Linked DNA regions of Drosophila melanogaster: region 2 is linked to region 1. Evidence: chromatin contacts called from public HiChIP or PLAC-seq data. All regions are on one chromosome and are shown on one strand. Each heading gives the region's core, a stretch centred on a gene start, on an enhancer-like site or on the middle of the called end of the contact. The rest is flanking DNA. Distances are from core to core; before and after follow the strand shown. Region 1 holds the start of ex (expanded). Region 2 holds the start of cbt (cabut).

What was found. HiChIP or PLAC-seq counts read pairs in DNA pulled down with a chosen protein or histone mark.
Region 2: a contact with region 1 is called in a Psq HiChIP or PLAC-seq map of the Kc167 cell line, with 2.3 times the contacts expected there. The contact joins the promoter of cbt here to the promoter of ex in region 1. A contact is called at or near these places in 20 of 107 Hi-C or Micro-C datasets (the Clone 8 cell line, the D17-c3 cell line, the Kc167 cell line and 9 more) and 4 of 6 datasets of contacts at active chromatin or transcription factors (the Kc167 cell line and the S2 cell line).

Annotation. Positions count from the first base shown.
Region 1 is chr2L:429,544-432,835 of dm6, reverse strand. It overlaps ex (expanded), which reads right to left and starts at 1,609. Exons shown (of 6, transcript NM_057492.4): 1 at 719-1,609.
Region 2 is chr2L:478,048-481,339 of dm6, reverse strand. It overlaps cbt (cabut), which reads left to right and starts at 1,652. Exons shown (of 2, transcript NM_164384.2): 1 at 1,652-1,933; 2 at 3,136-3,292. The coding sequence starts at 1,865. The region is part of intron 1 of ush (u-shaped); the gene reads right to left.

The DNA.
Region 1 (3,292 bases), core at 360-2,859:
ATTTACATTCAAGATGTCTGATTGCCAAGCGGTTTCTGATTTCAGCAATTGTTCCAGGGATCCCGATGGACGGTTGAAATTCCAAACCCGGGAATAACAATAGAACTCTGTGGAGCTTCCATTTTCACTTAATTGCATCGCCGTCGATCGTTCTGACAACCGTTTAAGTCGCCTATTAGCCATAGAACCTATCAAATTGACTAGCTCACTTGGAAATTGGATCCCGAGATAAGTGAAACCCTGTGCAAAGATACTTTAGGGCCGCATAGAAAATGTCAAAAAAAATTAATTAAATGTGACCGGTATTTAAAAAGTCGGTCAGGCCTACTATATAACTACATATGTATGCACATGTGAATGTACATATATATTTGACACAATAGTACTCTAAACAGCTTCCCCATTTCAATATACCCTCCGTAGAGTGTCAAGTTTGACTGACATTTGATATTCCATGGCCCGAAATGGGTTAATTGCACAATTCGCTGAATTTTTGACTCTTAGCGGGACGCAAAAAAAAAAATTTAAAGAAAAAAGCTGGCGACAACAACGAAATGTTAAACAATCGTTGGACGTTGGCGATTTTATGGTTGACAGATAAGAAATTTGCTGGCATTTGTTTTGTTTGCCGTTTTCAGGGAGTCATTAAAATTCCGGGGAAATGGCCCCATATGGGTACACCACTCTATATCTGCACGTGTATCTGTCCTTTTCTTACCTTAAGCCGCTGCAGAAGTCGGCATTGTTAATGCTGTATCTGTATCTGCTTCTGTTTCGGTTTCGCGTAATCCACAATAACTGGCTTTTTAATTTTGGTTTGGTAGTTTTGTTTAACTAAAGCTCACTCTTCGTGCACTCTTAAAACCGATCTATTGATTTGGCTATCGATAAGTGCCTAACAGTAAAATTTTCGTTTCGTTGTTGTTACTTTCTGACCTCTTCCACTTCCACGACGCGCGCTGCGACTGCGCAGTCAACAGCGATCGGGTCGCATTCCAGCGTCGCACATACTTTAATCAAAACTCACTAACACCAGAACAATTGCACACGCGGGCGAGCGCAACTGAGAGTATCTGTGTGCGTGGAGTCGTTGTTGTTGCGCGAAAGAATGCCGTTTGCTGGGTTGTTGTTTTTGCTGTTGCTGACTGCTTTATTTGTTGTAGTTGTAGTTTCCAGTGGGCAGTTGTTGTTGCGGCTGAATTTTTTCTTTTTGACCAGCACCAACTTTTCGGAGTTGACTTCAGCTTTTTTACACTACTAGTCGTAGATATTTTCGTGGTTTTAAGGCGCGTTTTCCCAAAATCAGAACTAGTTGCACCAACACCAACAAAAATCACTTTTGTAATTGAGGCGAGTGCGAAAACGAAGCGCGCTGTTTTTGTTTCAGTGAAAACCGAACTTCACTTTAAGCAACTGAATCTGTGTAGCTCTGTGTGTGTCTGGGCGATCTGGTGTGCGTGCGGTGTGCATTTAAGATCTGAAGAACAACTTTTCCGAATGTTAGGTCTCGAATAAATTCATTAAACCGAATTTATATTTCCCAGTGGAAAGCACATGCTTTGCTGTCCCGACGATCTGTTCGGTTACCGTTGACGTTTAGCGATATACTGATTTTGCCCCTGCTCAGCGAAACCGAACACAACGAAGATCGAGTCGAGATTTCGTTAAAACTTAACGAAGCCGCGTTTAACGAAAAGAGAGCCCAAGAGAGAATTCGAATTCGAAAGAAGCGCACACAGCGATACACAAACCCGATGGCAACAACAACAACGGCTACGAAAATGTAAATAGCAATAAGCAATAAAAGAAAAACAAACTTCAAAGGAGAATCCCAGTAGCCAACTACATAGTGTGTGCGTCCGTGTGAGTAGTGGAATTCCAATGGCTTATCTCGCGAGACGACGATTCCGATTCTCAAGGGCTTAAAGGATACCCTGTTAGGATAGCAGATTTAAGTAAAATGCATATGAGAATTTTAACAAAGGTACCTTTCTTTCTAATTCTGCTTTTTATCACATGCTATCTTGTAGTTTACATTGTATATTACAATTACATTATGAGTTCTATCTTTTGGCATTCACTTTTTGCCAAACTATGGCGGAAGCCTATTGGATTCAAATCTAGCTTTCAGTATCCCTGCGCTAGCCATCGATGCGACTATCTTATAAATAAACTCTCTGGGCAAAACTCCAGATACAGATGCACTGGACGAGGGAGAATCGGAATCGGAACTTGAGGGTCTGAAGACTCTGCCTCTATCGGCGTCCTCTGCTGCTACGATATCGTCACTTGGGCGCATTCCTCAGCATAATGTGAGCTTGATTTGCTGGATTCTTTTTGCTCCCTCTTCCCTCTTTTTCTCTTCTTTAGATTTCCTCCTTTTCATTTCCCCTCCTCCACCTCTTCAACCATCATTTGCTTCAAATATGCGGCATACACACGCCCCACGAAAGGGCGGGGATCAGTGTAAGCCAAGTAAGGTTTTAACCAGTTCGTCCAAGGGGCTACTTAGAAAAATCCACAGAAAACAAAATTTAGATTATATGGAAAAAAGTCTAAATGATATAAAAATCGTAACTAAACACAACCAAAAGACTATATAATGATGATCGAAGTTGTGCCCCGGTGCCAAACCCTCGCTACGCCCCTGAAGACCCGGCCAAAAGTCGAAGACTCAGAATTGGAGAGTCAAGGGGTCGGGGTCGGGTCGTCTTGCCATGGACATAACTTGTTGACTGAAGTCAGGGAAGTGGTGGGGCAGGGGTAGAAATTGGGCGAGACATTCCGGTGAGGCGGGGTTTCGATGGGAACAACTCGCACAGCCTTTGATTTCTTTGAGTGTACTTTGCGTTGTGGTGTCTGCTATACCCTGTTTGGGATACAACGGGAAGAATTAAAAAAGGTTTGTAGGTTTCAAAAAAAGTACATGCCACTCCTGGGACAAATTTTGAAAATTTCTCTATTGACAAGCCTATGGTGTAAGGGAATTTGAGTAAAGGTAGTTTGTTACCCACCGGATCAGTCTGACTACAAGAGATCTAGAGTACTTCCATCTTCGACTTGAAGCCCAAGCTTTTCATTCTTGTTTTTTTTTTTTGTTTTGTGGCTGTTCGTTATTCTTTCGTCTTTGGTCGATCGCTTGGTCGCTGGTTCTCTAAGACCGGTTGTTGTTGTTGCTGTAAGCAGCCTTTTGGGAACTACGTTCTTGGTCAATATCGTGTAGATATACATACGTTCTATATCTGTGCTTGTGTGTGTGCGAGGTTTGGAGCCTGGTCGAGGCCGAAGTTTT
Region 2 (3,292 bases), core at 403-2,902, 48 kb before region 1:
ACTCGCACTCACTCACTCGTCCGCTCAGGCAAAGTATCAACAAATGTTCACGTGAACATCATGAGGTCAACGCGTGATACCAGACGGACCCACACAGACACTCACGCACACCATAAAACACGCAGGCGAGCTGTTCAGCCGTCAAGAAGGTTATTTTCGAGGGGTCCACTTGGGCATACCCTCTAAAAGCGGCGATAAAGCAGTAGGAGACGGATGGAATGACATTAATTTAGTAACGACAAATATAAAATTTCTTTTTAGGGAATGTGAAGAAAAATAAAACTTAAACTTTTCAGAGATCTGCATCTAATCTAGCTGCTCCCATGCTACCCCTGAATACCCTACACGGCCTGAACAGTCGCCCCACAAGTCTGGTGTGGGGTATGGCGTGCTAGTTATTCGTTGTTGTTGCGCAAGAGAGCGCCAATAACCACAGCTGTTTCTGCCGCTCGCTCTTTGGTGTGTGTGCTCTGTGTACGAGCCCCTTTTTGCTTTGAAAACTGTTACAGGCGAAACGCGAGCATTGCCAGGTAGAATTTACCCGTGTCCTAGGAGGGTTTTCAAACAAAATAAATGTAATCAATTGACGACTTAATTGAGTTACATGCATTCACTGGTGGTGAATAAGAGGATTTTGAAATGCCTGCTTTTCGTGACTCATCTTTGTTATCTCCCAGTTTCTTGGGCCTGGCAATGCTCCCCGTCAACTGTTGAGCTCCCATACTCTCCTGCTTTCGCACTATGCCTTTCGTTTATTAATGAAATCCGTGTCTGCTTAAAGTCAGACTTCCAAAGTTAATGCAAATATATGCGGCCAGGTCTTAGATTTCAGCTTGAGGGGCGTCTGCCAGGTTTCGAGCCAGTTTTAAAGTATTTTTTCAGCCGATTATTCACAGACTTCCGTGGCAACAACTACGTCAGCTACTCAGACACGGCTTTGGGGTGTGTCTGTGAGTGTGTCGGTTGGTGTGCGCTGTGCACGCGGCTGGGGCATGCACAGCCCATGAATAGACAGCCGATGGAGCCCCACACCCTCCCCAGCTCCTCCTCTACTGACCCGTTCTCTATAGCACCAAACACAAGACCCCGCAGTGAACAGCTGATGACGTCCATGCGTTGATTACGTGCTCTGCGGGCCTCTCTCCTACTGGCTGTGTGTCTGTGTCCTGCACAGAAAGAAATCGCTTCGGTGATTTTTTGGGTCTTCTCGGAAAAGATGGCAACATTTAAAATAGCCATACACTTTTAGAGAGTTTACTAAAAACGATTTGGGTTCACCTGAATCTCTTTTAACTTATTGCCAACCAACATTACAGTCTAAAATTGAGTTAACAGAGATGTCATTCTTTACGGGCTATTTTGTCCGGTGCACGTGGGTTGCTGAGAGGTGAGTGAGCAGGAGACCTGACCTTTTTCTTTTTTGCGCCCGAGAGAGAGGAGCCGAGGAGGTGCTGCCCACGTTGCTGGCTGATGTTCGTCCGGGTTACATTGCACTGGTTGCTCCACTGCCGATGACGATGGCCCGCTCACACACACTTGCCCGTTTCCAAGTGATTACGTCGTCGGCGGCTCCACTCACTCACACTTGCACAGCCTCTGCCGGCAGCGGCGTCGGCGGCGGCAGCTCTGCTGGGAGCTGAATGGCTTTGCCTTTTTCATTCGTCTCTTGAATTCCGAACGCAACGGTTCGCCTTCGCTCCAAAACGGCAAGCGGCACTTGAAAGCGCCAGTGCAAAGTTAGCTGAAGTGCAAAAATCTACACAAACTGAGATTAAACCAAGTGATTAGCCCCGGAACAAAACAAACAAACAAACACAGACTCTTCAATAAAAAAAAGAGAGTGCAACTGAAATTTGAAAGTGCAATGGACATGGATACCTTGCTACCTTCACCACCCGCAACGCCCCCACTAAGGGAAAACAAGTTGGAAATCGTAAGTGACCTACAAAGTGGATATATACAGTGTACGCTAGTGTAATTAGTGCTTATTGAGTGGGGATAGTGCATTCAAGGCAGCGGAAAATCAAACGGAATCGTACTTAGCTCGCTCTCGCTCCCACTTGCCGCGTTTCTAAAAACAAAGTGCCTCGTCCCGCTCGCACTCGCACACAGCCATGCGATCACGCAGCCAACACGCTTTCACGTGAACACCGCATGCACAGCGAGTGATGTGTGAGTGCGAGCGAGAGGCCGCAGCTGAACATTGGACTTGGCACCACTAGGAAAAAACAACAGAAAAGCAAAAGAGAGAAGGTGAGTTGCCAATTGGCAACTGTAGGCGAGCGGTGGAGTGTGAGAGGAAAGAGAGGGCCTAGCCAAAAGCTAGGCAAACAGGCCAAGCCCCAACCCATAAAACCATGTCACATTTCTGGCTCGTTTTTTATCTGGCCAAGAAAGAAACAAACAAACACTGTCGCACATTAGAGCGCAACGTGCCGAGCCCATAAAAAGATTTCGACGTCTTCGCACGAGTCATAATACACCCCTCGCATTCGCCTTCCCCATGAAATCACCCACCTGAGGCACGTCATAATAATACTGGTGGTGTGGCTGCATTTTCCTTGCATGCTTTTAGGCGCAATTTTTAAATGGTTCTAGAATATGCGCCGAAAACGCAACAGTTGCTCATGTTTTCATCCTTAAAAATTAAGTAGTGAAATTTGAAAAGTCCATATTAAGAACAGTTTTTAAAATTTTAAGACATTTTTTGTTTCTGTCAGGAGCACATCAATTTAAAGACTTTTATGTGGTCATCAATACAGTATTCACCTTTAACATTTACATACGTCTATAATTTAAAGCACAGCTGGCAGCAACAGTTAATGAGTAATATTCTGTCACCCCAAACGGCCTTTAAAAGAGTTCAAAAACCGCCAAAAACAAAGTTCCCTTGGCCTTTCGAAGGAGCATTGAACCTGGGGTTGGGCGGGGTATTGCAGGGTGTGTGAAGGTTAACGGTGAACGGCCTTGTCAGCCGCCGGCGTAATTAGCGAATTGCGAGGAAAAGTTATTGTGGGTCAATGCTGGTCAGCGAAAAGTGAATGGGACTGTGAATGTGAATGCACTCCTCAGAACATAAACTCGACAATGTTAACGAACTCTGACTAACCCTGAACTTGTTCTTTCCTTTTCCAGGTCGCCAAGGACGAACAACAGGTGAACGAGAATCTGCTAAAGGCAAAGCTCAAGCTGGTGGCCCAAAAGAGTCAGAAAAATGGAGGGATTATTACACCAAATCCATCGGACACGGAAGACGAGGCTCCCGAAATAGCGGTTCCCAACAAGAAACCCC